2 separate regions of the Hordeum vulgare genome follow, and region 1 is linked to region 2. The links are chromatin contacts, called in public Hi-C maps. All regions are on one chromosome and are shown on one strand. Each heading gives the region's core, a stretch centred on a gene start, on an enhancer-like site or on the middle of the called end of the contact. The rest is flanking DNA. Distances are from core to core; before and after follow the strand shown.

What was found. Hi-C and Micro-C count contacts between places; a contact is called where the count stands out from the background.
Region 1: a contact with region 2 is called in a Hi-C map of leaf, with 4 times the contacts expected there. The contact joins the promoter of LOC123447831 here to the enhancer-like site in region 2. A contact is called at or near these places in 2 of 6 Hi-C or Micro-C datasets (leaf and seedling) and 1 of 1 datasets of contacts at active chromatin or transcription factors (embryo).

The regions. Positions count from the first base shown.
Region 1 is chr4H:50,068,779-50,074,957 of MorexV3_pseudomolecules_assembly, forward strand. It overlaps LOC123447831 (F-box/kelch-repeat protein At2g44130-like), which reads left to right and starts at 4,436. Exons shown (of 1, transcript XM_045124518.1): 1 at 4,436-6,128. The coding sequence starts at 4,559. The coding sequence ends at 5,671.
Region 2 is chr4H:49,852,521-49,858,262 of MorexV3_pseudomolecules_assembly, forward strand. No RefSeq gene overlaps it. Among protein-coding and RNA genes, the nearest start is that of LOC123451168, 82 kb to the left of the region's middle. Within about 2 kb of position 2,476, at least 3 of the 3 cell types and tissues checked have open chromatin away from gene starts, as enhancers often do. A contact at or near this core is called in leaf and seedling, where this site is marked.

The DNA of each region.
Region 1 (6,179 bases), core at 3,186-5,685, 220 kb after region 2:
CCTGAAATTTACGGAAGGCCTGGAACTTCCCAGCTCCCTTTTGGTCCAGATTTTTGCAAACTTTGTGTTTAGCCCGGAACTTTTCCTCGAACTCCCCCCCCCCAATAGACATCGAGCATACCAATAGTAAAACATGCGTAACTTTTACATACGAACTCTGATTTTGATGATCTTGGCCTGGTTTTGTAGCTATTGAAAAGCTCCACGTCCTCACATAGAGAACCACCCAATATCAAACAAAATGGATGATGCAACCAATGCAATGGTTTGAGTATGGAATTTGGGGAACCCTTTTTGGCTAACGGTTTTACTTTGGGATATATGATAGGAGCGGAATTGTGTATAGAAGATGTTGACTTGAGCAAGTCCATTATGAAACCCTTTGATCCCCTCTCAACAGTGAGGGATTCCTAAAACTCAAGAATCATAAAAGAGCTACACTACATAGCTACCGATAATCCATTCTTGAGTGTATATATTTATTCGGTGATCATCACTCCACACCACTAACGTCAAAGGAACTAATACATTTGAGTCGAGCCTTTCACTTGAGCTTGATGTTATTGTTTCTTCTTGGCTCAAGCTGAAGGAAAGACACTCATGAAGTCTTGAAGTAGCTCTCTCATACACATTGTGGAAAGCCTTTCTTTGTATTCATCTTCTCTTGTCCATCATGCGGACATCCACAAGCTTCAAGCATGTAATCCTTAGGGATGGTTATCTTGAACTTGCCCTTGTCAAACATGTCATGAACACTTGATGTCATCCTCTCATGGACACTTGGAATCTCTCTGTTTATGCGAGCCCATGAGAATTACCTAACCCTCATAGACATAGACATCACATAGTATGGGTTAGTACACAAAGTGCAATTGACAATTACTTACATACCACAAGATCCCATGTGGTACATCATTTGCGCTTGTGTGATGACCAACTTTGAGTTAACTCTTTGATATTCATCTTGGTCAACATTTATCTTTGATCCATGATTAATCTTGATGTCTTGAAGGCCCTATTGATTTCTTATTAGGCTTCATTGCTTTAAGAAATGATTACCAATATCTCAATTCACCATGACCATATCCTATACCATATCAAGTTTCTCTATGAATCTCATATTGGCTATAAATTGCTCGTCTTCACGATACAACATAGTTTCTTGAGAGGCACAATGAATTATTCACTTGAATTACTTGCTTCAAGACATAATCGTCCATGACTCAACATATGAGCTCATCATAATCCTATTTTCAATACATATGTAAAATTCTTCTCTTTAATTATTCTCCTAAGATCTTGATGCATCATGGTTCAAACCATAAGCCAATGCATGAGATTGTGTGAGATCCTCAATGAACTCCACATAGATCACATCTAGTTAATCACATCGAATTCATCTTAATCGTATCATATTTGATTCAATCATTGAGCTCATCCTTGATGCATGCATTACAATATGTATACGACATTCATTTAGAATTCATTCGAGCTCCTTCTTGCATATTCATGGAACAAACATACTTCAATCCATCCAATATTATTCATGTATTGCAAATAGAACATTCCTTCAAATGCGTAACTCCATTCAAACGTTAGTCCATTAGGATTGTCATCAATTACCAAAACCATTAGGATTGTCATCAATTACCAAAACCACACATGTGGACTACATGCACTTTCACCAGCTACCGCCCAACAACCGTACCACAACGGAAGGTTGGACAACGGTTCCACTCACTAGAGCTGCTCGGCACGGCTAAGTCCTAAGCGGTACAACCACCAGGAACACCGGTTGTACCGGCTATACTTAATATAGCGGTACAACCGGGCCACCACCGCCCAACCACTGCAGCACAACAGAACCGTGGCCGGTTGTGGACCGATGTTGGACCGGTTCAACCGCCCAGGGTGTAGGCGGTACAACCGCCCTAGACAGCGGTACATCCACTGAAAGAAAACATGAAATACCAGAACTGCTATAACTTCTACAAATGAGCTTCGAACTGAGCAAACTCAAGCTTGTTGGATTCAGGACGACAAGAGCTATCCAATAGCGACGTGAAACCTTAAGAAGAAGCACTTAGGAGAAATACCAATGGTATAGAGATGTGAAACCTCTATGAATGAAGAATCGACAAAAACTCCAACATCAAAAACATCATAGAAGATGCACATGAACTCCGTTTTCGATGAACTCGAGCTTGTCGTAAAGATGAGCATAAGCTCTAAAACTCACAAAGGGAAACACCAAACAAGAACCAAGAAATCTGATGCATCAATGCAAATGGTTTAGCTCTCAACGAACGATCCGATCAAGCTACTCACTTCAGAGCCCCCCTTGACACTACGACAATCTATCCTAAAATAGAAAAACCTATCAAGGGCAAACCTACACCTTGCACCTAGTCCACTTGAGCTAGATGATGATGATCTTGACTTCCTGAAGATGGACCACCTTTCTTGATTGCATTGGCTTGATGAAGAGTAGTTCATTGCTCCCCCATACTCACTATGGGTGAGCCACTCTTGAGCACATCTTCACAAGTCCATTGCCACCACAATGGACGACAAGCTTCAAGCATGATATCTTCGTGATGCTCCACTTGAACTTGCACACCGCAATCTCGATGATGATCACCACTTGATGTTATCCTTCATGGGTTGAATGAGATCCTCCTGTTGATGCAAACCCATGGAAACACACCTACCCCACACAGAACTCTCACGAAGACCATGGGTTAGTACACAAAAGCGTTATGGACAATGCTTACCATATCATGGGATCACTTGATCCCTCTCGGTACATCTTGTACGCTTTGTGTGTTGATCTTCTTGATTTACTCTTTGTCTTAGCCTTGATCAACCTTGTGTCTTTATGACCATTCTTTGGATAATACCTTGAATACCACCTTGGTCATCATATAAATTCCTTGAAACCAACATATGGACTTCAAGAAGTGCCTATGGACAAATCCTTCGTATATAAGTCAATCAAATATAAGTCCATAGGGATTGTCATCAATTACCAAAACTACATATGGAGAAATATGTCCCAACAGATACTCTTACCTTTAAAAGGCTACAACTAAACCATGTGTACTAGCAGACTATCACTTTTGTCTAATAACAAATTACTAACTAGAGATAACCTTGGCAAGAGACAACATTTTGAGGATGTTTCCTGCGTGTTGTGTAGTGAAGCCGAATCTCATCACCACCTAATTTTTTGATTGTGTGGTAGATACTGAAGTTTGGAATATTATTAGCACCCTCACCGGCCGTGGCAGAGCCAATGTCCGGCTAGCGTGGGCAGTCGACCGGGCTTCATCGACCAATGCTCCATTAATTGTGTTGCATATTATGTATCGCACCGTGAGTTCTTGTGGACAATTTTAGCTAAGTTTGCAACTCTCGAATCAAACGAGTAACTTGGTTCATGTTTGCTGCTCTGTGAGCTATCTTGAGAAGTAGAAATGTTACGATTCAGATCATCTAACATTGGAAGGAAAGTCACGTAAGGTACGTTACCCTGACTTCCCTTCACTAGATTCCCGTAAATCACAACCTAACATAATGATATAGAATGAGTGATAAACCATAGTGAAACGCGAACAACAATAATTTTTGAACAATGCGCCTTCTCTAACTTCCCTTCCCCATTTTAGACAAAGATGACATCTCTCTAACTTGCCTTGTGTAAGTTAGAGGATCCGGTTACTGAAGAAGGTGGCTATTGCTTGCTTCACGTGAAAGATATGCAAGAGGGCACGTTGCGATGCTTCAAGAAGCCCCCCCCCCCCCCATTTACCGTGGCTAGAGCCAGGCTGAAGCAGCAGGGAGTGCTTTGGGCTTTGTTCGGTTACTCCCTCTCCCAAAGGGATTGGAAGGGATTTGAAAGAATTTGACTTGCATGAGATTCAATCCCCTTCAGTTCCTGTTAAACCTTCTCCAAATTCCTATCAACCGAAAGCAACCTTAAGGATCATTCAGGCCTATGGTGGAGCGGCGGATGGGGTAGGACTTTCTGATGTTTTTATTTTCCCATAGTTGTATTATCATGTAACTTTTCCGTTGATCATTTTAAATTCACCAGCCTTGCTGGGACCGACGTATGCTCTCTTGTAAAAACTTGGCTGTTTTATTTCCCGTTGGTAGTCCTTGAAAAATCCTGCACAACTCTGTATTGTACTATTGTATTGTATTGTATTGTATTGTTTCTTTGAAATGGAACGGGGCAGGAGCCTTTTTTTCATCTAAAAGAGCAAATGCATCGTCCAATTTTTTTAGATGACATCGTCCAATTATTGAGAGGGCATGTTAGGGTCTCACTTTAAACAACACAACAGCGCACAAATCCGGCTGAAAAAACAGCCGCTTGCAACAGCTTTACCATCAAGTTGTTGCATTTTTCTTATTCGCTCACCAGCTGTCACACAGGCCCCAATCAATCAGTATGCGTGTCCCGTAGCTCCGCCAGCCTTCTATTTATCGCCCTCTCCCACGGACGGAGAGCGCCATCCAGAAGCAGCAGCAAAGCTCACACAAGTCACAAGCTATGATGAACCCAAAGAGCCGTGTCCAGGGGTGGGAGGCCGACCACGTCGACCTCATCCCGGGGATGCCCGACGACGTCGCCGTCGACTGCCTGGCGCGCGTCCCGCACGGATCCTACCGCTCGATGCGCCGCGTGTGCCGCGGCTGGCGGAGCGCCGCCGCCGCCCCGGAGTTCGCCCTGGCGCGCGCCGAGGCCGGCGCCAACGAGGATCTGGTCTTCCTCATGCAGTTCGGCAACCCGGTGGCCGGCGACGACGCGGCGCCCGAGGACGCCCCGGCGTACGGCGTGGCCGTGTACAACGTCACCACCGGGGAGTGGCACCGCGAGAGCTCGGCCCCGCCGGTGCCGATGTTCGCCCAGTGCGCGGCCGTGGGCACCCGCCTCGCCGTGATGGGCGGCTGGGACCCCAAGACCTTCGAGCCCGTGGCGGACGTCAACGTGCTGGACGCCGCCACCGGCGTCTGGCACCGCGGCGCGCCGATGCGGTCCGCGCGGTCCTTCTTCGCGTGCGCCGAGGCGGGGGGCAAGATCTATGTCGCCGGCGGGCACGACAAGCTCAAGAACGCGCTCAAGACGGCCGAGGCGTACGACGCGGAGGCCGACGGCTGGGACCCGCTCCCGGACATGTCGGAGGAGCGCGACGAGTGCGACGGCATGGCCACCGTCGCCGGCGACCGGTTCCTTGCCGTCAGCGGGTACCGCACGGGGCGTCAGGGAGGGTTCGAGCGGGACGCCGAGTGGTTCGACCCGGCGACCCGCGAGTGGCGCCGCCTGGAGCGCGTGCGCGCCCCGCCGTCGGCGGCCCACGTGGTGGTGCGCGGCCGCGTGTGGTGCATCGAGGGCACGGCCGTGATGGAGTGGCGCGGGGAGCGCCGGGGCTGGCTCGAGGTGGGGCCTTACCCGCCTGGTCTCAAGGCCGGCACGGCGCGCGCGGTCGCCGTCGGCGGCGGCGAGCGCGTGGTAGTGACCGGCGCCATCGAGTCCGAGGGAGGCGGCGGCGGCGGCGGGCACGCGCTGTGGGTGTTCGACGTCAAGTCCAAGAACTGGACCGTGGTGCGCCCTCCGCCGCAGTTCGCCGGCTTCGTCTTCTCCCTGGCATCCGTCCGCGTTTGATGAGATCCTTCCCCGGCGCCGCTCCCGACCAAGAAGACTACTACTACTACTAGTGAGTATGTATGCACGTTCTTGAGTTGCCATTGATGGATCTGAGATCCGCGGTCTCATCGCCTGAGATCTGCGCATCCCGGATGCAATCAACTACTACTACTCCGGAGGAATCATCGCCAGGAAAAGAACAAAAAAAAAAAGCATGAGGCATCATCGCCAAGAAGAAAACAACAAAAAATAACTAGAGGATTGTAGCTTGTCAGATCTGTCACCATGGGTGTAAACTCTCCTCTCCTCCCCAACTCTTTGCTGTTGAGACAGCCTGCCATTTCTGTTGTGAGACAGCGTGGTGTTTTGGTGTTCGATGATGGAGGATTGTTCCGTGATCTTAGCAATGAGTCGTTGTACTTGTACATATTATTGTCAGTTGGATTGGAAGATCATACGTGGTTCCTCCGTCTTCTGTCGAGATCCAGTTCTGCTGCAGCTCACAAAGGCTGCTGGTACCGTCTCA
Region 2 (5,742 bases), core at 1,226-3,725:
GAGGAAACCTTGACCATCTATTGACACCCGAGCTAGTCAACTAGAGGCTCACTAGGGACATGGTGTGGTCTATTTATTCACACATGTATTACGGTTTCCATTAATACAATTATAGCATGAACAATAGACAATTATCATGAACAAGGAAATATAATAATAACCATTTTATCATTGTCTCTAGGGAATATTTCCAACACTGCTCTGTCTCCCTCTTGACTCGGACGGGGCGACGCAGGATGCCAAATCCTGTGGAGGTTCGAGCGGCGGTCGGGTGCGCACCTGACGTCGACTGCAAGCTTGGTGCGGCTCAGGCGCGAGGAGTGCTGCCGGCGGATGCGGCGGCTCGAGGAGGCGCGTGCTGGCTCGAGGGGGCTTCCTCCCGTCTGGATCTAGGCCTATGCAGGGGTGGCGGCTCGGCTTGCCGTGGTCGTGGCTGGAGGATGGAGGAGGTAGGCGCTCCATGAAGAAGGTGATGGTGGTGTCTCTAGTGACGCGGGATGGCAGACAATGGTTTGTCTCTCCACTCGGTGAGGCTCGAGGCGCCTGTGCAGTGGGGCTGTCCTTTGGGCGCATGGGGGTTGGACTTGTCATCTCCGGTGGATGGTGGTGGTGTGGTGCGGCAAGGAGCGGTGGGCGACGTGGTGCTTCTATCTAGCCACTGACTGGCGGCCAGTATAGCGCTCCTCCGCACGTGCCGCTGGTGCTCGGTCGCGGGGGAGGTTGTCGTGTTTGACTCCTCGGATGGCGCGGCTACGGCCCGTCTGCTATGTGGCTGCTCAGCCCCGCAGACAGTTTGGATCTGGAGTGCGGCGTGGCTGCTGTTGGCTCTGTTGGTCGCCGTCCGGAGGTTACGGCGGTGGAGTGCATCCAGTTCATGAGTCGTCAGATCTGCGTCTCTGCTGGATTGGTCCTGCCCAACCAGCATCTCGGCGTTAGGGTGGCTCATGCTCGATGACATGGTGGCAGCTTGTCTCGGGGGCACGGCTGTGTGTGGAAGATGGCGTGCGGTTGGTGGCAGTGGTTAAGTCACGCGGGTGATGGGGGGGGGGCAGCTGGTTTGGTCTGTGGAGTGGAGGACGATGCCAGGAGAAAGTCTATCTCTGACTATGGTCGGAGCCGACAACGGCGGCATCTGCGGGCGTCGTTGTCTTCTTGAAGGCGCCGCTGTGGTGATGTGTTCCTCTCCCTTACTATCTCATGCTCCGAGGGAAACCTTAAATTTGTGCTCTCTTAGATTGAATGATGGTGGCGCATTGTGTTGTTCCCCTCTTGTGGGCATCATTTTTGGAGCACGGACTAGCTGGAGCGACCAACGGTCGTAGTGGTGGAGGTGGTGCGACTAGCTTGGAGTCGACGATGGTTGATTAGCGGTGTTCACTGGGGCTCGGCGGTGGTGCCTTTGGCGCCGTAGGGTGGCCATCTGTTTCCCCCTCGTGAGCTCGACCATCCCTTGGTGTGGTTATGATTCTTCCTTCCGAAGCCGGGTTAGCGAGGTCCGACACCTCTCTCCTTGCGGGTGTTGTTGGTTGGTGACCAGACGGCCAACGTTCAAGGCTCTCCTTGCTTGGTCAGATGAAGATGGAAGTTGAGGCCCTCTTTATGGTGGTTGTGCTGGTTGTGTTTTCTTCATGATTTTTCTTCGGCTGCCCTTCGGGTGACATCTGTGCTTGCTCAAGACGCTACCATGGTTGCCCTTGTGCTGCGGCGAGCTTCGGGCTCTTGATGTGGTCTTGGTTCACCTTTGCTCAATGACGAAGCAATGATGCCTCCCCAACCTGCTAATGATATCGACCGCACGTGCTGGATCTCCGAGTGAGGGTTCGTGTTTAGTTTGGTATTCGTTGGTTATGGTTGATCCTTGTTGTGTCGTGGGGCTCGATACGCACGTCGGTGTGGTGCGTTAGGTTGTTTGTAGAGCCTTGGTATTGTGATCCTTTGACAACACCTCACATCTACGTGTGTCTCTCGTGGTGGTGGTCTTTCTGCCTGCTAGCTAAGTCATGTCTTTTCTTGGGTGGCAATTTTTTTCTCACTTTCTATAACTTCGTTATCTGTATTGGTTTTCGGTCTGGTTTTCCTCATAAACGGGTGAGCTTGTTTAGGTTTTCGATCCGGTTTTTTTTATAATTTGACTCATCCAAAATTCTAGGGGTGACTCTTGTCTTTGACAGCTTTTTGAGCAATATATTTAGGTGGTGATCCTCTCTTCCCCCACCCCTCCTATCTTTCAAAAAAAAAAAATCTGTGCAAAAATACTGGGTTTTTTCTATGGCACCGGCTGTAAGCATCTGTTGTGGTACAGGTCCTTAGCGTCTCTTGCTTATCCCGAAGGCCGGCGATGAGTTTTCCGCGGCTGTTTCTGCCCAAACTTCCGGAGGAACTAGAACATTGGTTGGGTGGTGCACGGTGCATCCGCCGCGTCCCACCGAGGGGGACCTTCCATTACGGCCACGCGCGTTTCTGCCCCCTCCAGCCCATCATTTGTGTGGAAAATTGTCGCAGAAGCCTGAGCCCGTGGTCATCTGTTAGTAGTAGTAAGCACGATCAGCCCTGTTGCAAACGACCATGGAAACAGATGGCCAAAGCGGATGCCACGGTAGAATGTTCCGGTATACTCCTTCAAAGGAGAAAACAGGAGAAGAACCTCGAAAAACGGTCAAGTTCAAACGGCGGGCGACGGCCGCCGATGCAAGGGGACAAACACCACGGGATCCAGCCGGTCGCCCCTAGAACTATTCTAAGCCACGTCGGCCGTTGCCCGCGGCTCTGCTGCTGCTGCTGCCTCGCTCCGTGCCCCCCAAAGCAACATGCACCGTGCGTTCGGAATCTTTGCACGCATTGCTGCATCTTCGCCGCATTCCCATCTCCTTGTCGTTCGCCAGCATACGTCCGTTCAGGGAACGGTGACCACATCATCACAATGAACCGACTTCTCGAGTTCTCGAGTTGTAGTACAGTTCAAAGCTCGCGAGATGCTTGGGCGCGCGTCTAAGCAAGCCAATCATTCGTTCGTAATCACTGGAGTCAGCGCTTGCCTCACGCTGCGCGAACGGCGCAGCGCCGGCGCCGTGCGCGTGGTACACATGGACGCACAGCATCTCGCAGCGTCAGATCGATCGACCCCGTCGTTTTCTAGGGATCGGCACGAATAGATTACCACGACAACATTTCAACCGCGGATTCGCTCCTCGCAACGTTCTTAATTAATCGGACTTGTGTTGTGTGTCCTGTGGCCGAGTTACTTGCCATACGTACCAATGTACAGGCCGGTACAAAGTTGGCATGAACTTTTCTTGGCGTCACCGGCTTTGGACTATGACTATTGGCACAAGGAGCGGACGCCGGACCAAATGCGATTTCTCTAGCTAATTGTGTGTTGTTTGTTGTGACCTCATCAAGATTTCAATGGCTTTGATGTGCTAAAGTTTGAGTTTAGCTCATTGAAATATAGTACAAAGTGACAGCGCTGCTGCTCCATTATTATTGGGAATTTTCCCTTTGGATCTGTTCGACATGCATTTGATTTGACAATCGTTCTTTTTTCGCATAAGTATGTAGTGCCGTGACCTCTACATCAAGTAACGCACACACAGTATATTATTTTCCTTTTGTATTTTTAACTTTTAAAATATTTTGTTGCACTTATATACGAATATAAAGCATATTAAGATACCCAGTAACAATCAGGACTAGTGAGAGTTCACTCCACTTACAATGTGTAAGTTGGTCGAAAAGTAATTTGACCATGTATACATAAGAGGGATGATTTAACTAATAATTTATTATGAATTAAGATTTATTTATGAGCTTAAGATATTCTCGCACAATATCCATAGTATTGTCTTTAGCTTCGTTCACATGATATTTAAGCAATTATAATAAACTTTTCTTCCTCAACTCATAACCATCATGCACAAGTATAATGACGGGGTTGTACATTAGGGATAGTTCTGCGGACCTGCATCCCTAGGCCTGCCCAAGGTCCTGCATGAGCATCAGCGTTCCTAAAGTCACCTATGCAGTTATGATCTCACTCGGACAAGTGTGTCTTCACTCGGCTCACATGACGTCACTCGGACTGTCTCTTATGAGTCGGACGTTTCTCTACACTCGGACTGCAGCAAGACATGGGCATTGAAGAGAGTGCAACGACCACATACTTGAACTATCACATGAAGTGCAGTGAACACGTACGTTACGAGTAACGCTAGAGTTAGAGCTGCCGTTACTAGTAACTTCCGTAGTTATTAGCATTTACCCGCCCTTGTAATGAAGTCCGGTCGGTCGTGGCGGACTCTATATAAGCCACCTCGGGGCTCCTGAGCAAGGGTTCAACATTCTGTACAATCACACATTCTATAAGCAAACACCAACCACCGAGGCTCGAGATGTAGGGTCTTTACCACTTCCCAGTGGGGCCCGAACTCGTACATCCGAGTGTATCCACTCCGCCCTAGCAAGGCTCCGCCCCTCATTCGTACCCCTGGTATTCTTGTCATGTTATTCCCATGACAGTTGGCGCCCATCGTGGGCCTGTGTGCTCTGTAAATCTGGCGCAGTAGGAGTTTTACCTTTTTCGTTATCATGATGACACTCGACGGAGAGATCCTCTTCGGCTACCTCAGCTTTGTCGTCGACGACTCAACATGGTTGCAGGACGCGCCACCGGACACCGACGCCCTACCTTCTTGAGGTACGTCGCATTTCAACGCAGTTGAGCACGGGGTCCTGATCCGTCAGCCATCGGTGTCGTACCACTCGGTACCCCCATGCCCCGCTGCATTTCGTCGCAAGCGCTCCGGGCGCTCGCGGTTGCAGCGGTAGATCAAGCACGCCATAGCCCACCAGGCCACTTCGGGGCAGGTGGCTATGCCCAGTTCCGATGAGCCCACCGCGAGGCTCTTCCCGTCATCGAGGGACAATCACTCGATGACTCTGACTGCGAAAGCAATGGAAACACCGCTGAGGTATGGATGGCCGACACGACCAGGGGAGGCGGCCCTGGATTCGTCGCAGAGAATTCTCCTGGGCGCGGTGATGGAGAGCGTCGCCACGGTGACGACAGTCACAACGTTCCGCAGCCGCTCACACAACATCGGCGGGAAGAATTTCGGCGGATGAGCGAGCAAGCTCTTTGCACCCTCATCATCGGGAATGCCCCAAAAGAGATAGCATTGGTGAACGTGCGTTAGGACTCTCTGTTCGAGCGTGAGTGTCTCGAATGGCTCCGGCAGTCACTCGACGCTCGGGCAACGAGGGATTAGCCCGGCTCCAGTCGCAATCGCCGTGAGTTGTTTCCGAACAACGACCCTCGCCATATTGAGGTAATGCGAACACCGGTGCTGAATTTGGCCGCCGCCACTCAAATTGCTAACTACATTCGGCCGAGTGAGTTTGTGGCCGGAGAAGGCATTTGGCAGCTTCAGGCTCTATTGAAGACCGCCATGCAACAAAACTCCGTGGTGTCACAGTCCCGACATCGTATCCATAGCAGATCTGTCCAAGCGGACACAGTGCAAACGGTCACAACCCGCATGCACTGAGAAGATGTCAAAGATCCCCTCCTCTTCCAAGAGTCCCGCATAGAGATTGGTGACAAGATCACCGGGTTCGTAGTAGAATACCTCCTCCAAGTAGTGGTTCGCTCGGACACTGGCCCCATGACCGTCGGCCAAGCCCCAATCAACACAAGGGTTATGGGGATGATGTCCATCGGGCCCCTTAGTTCAATGCGAGGTCCGT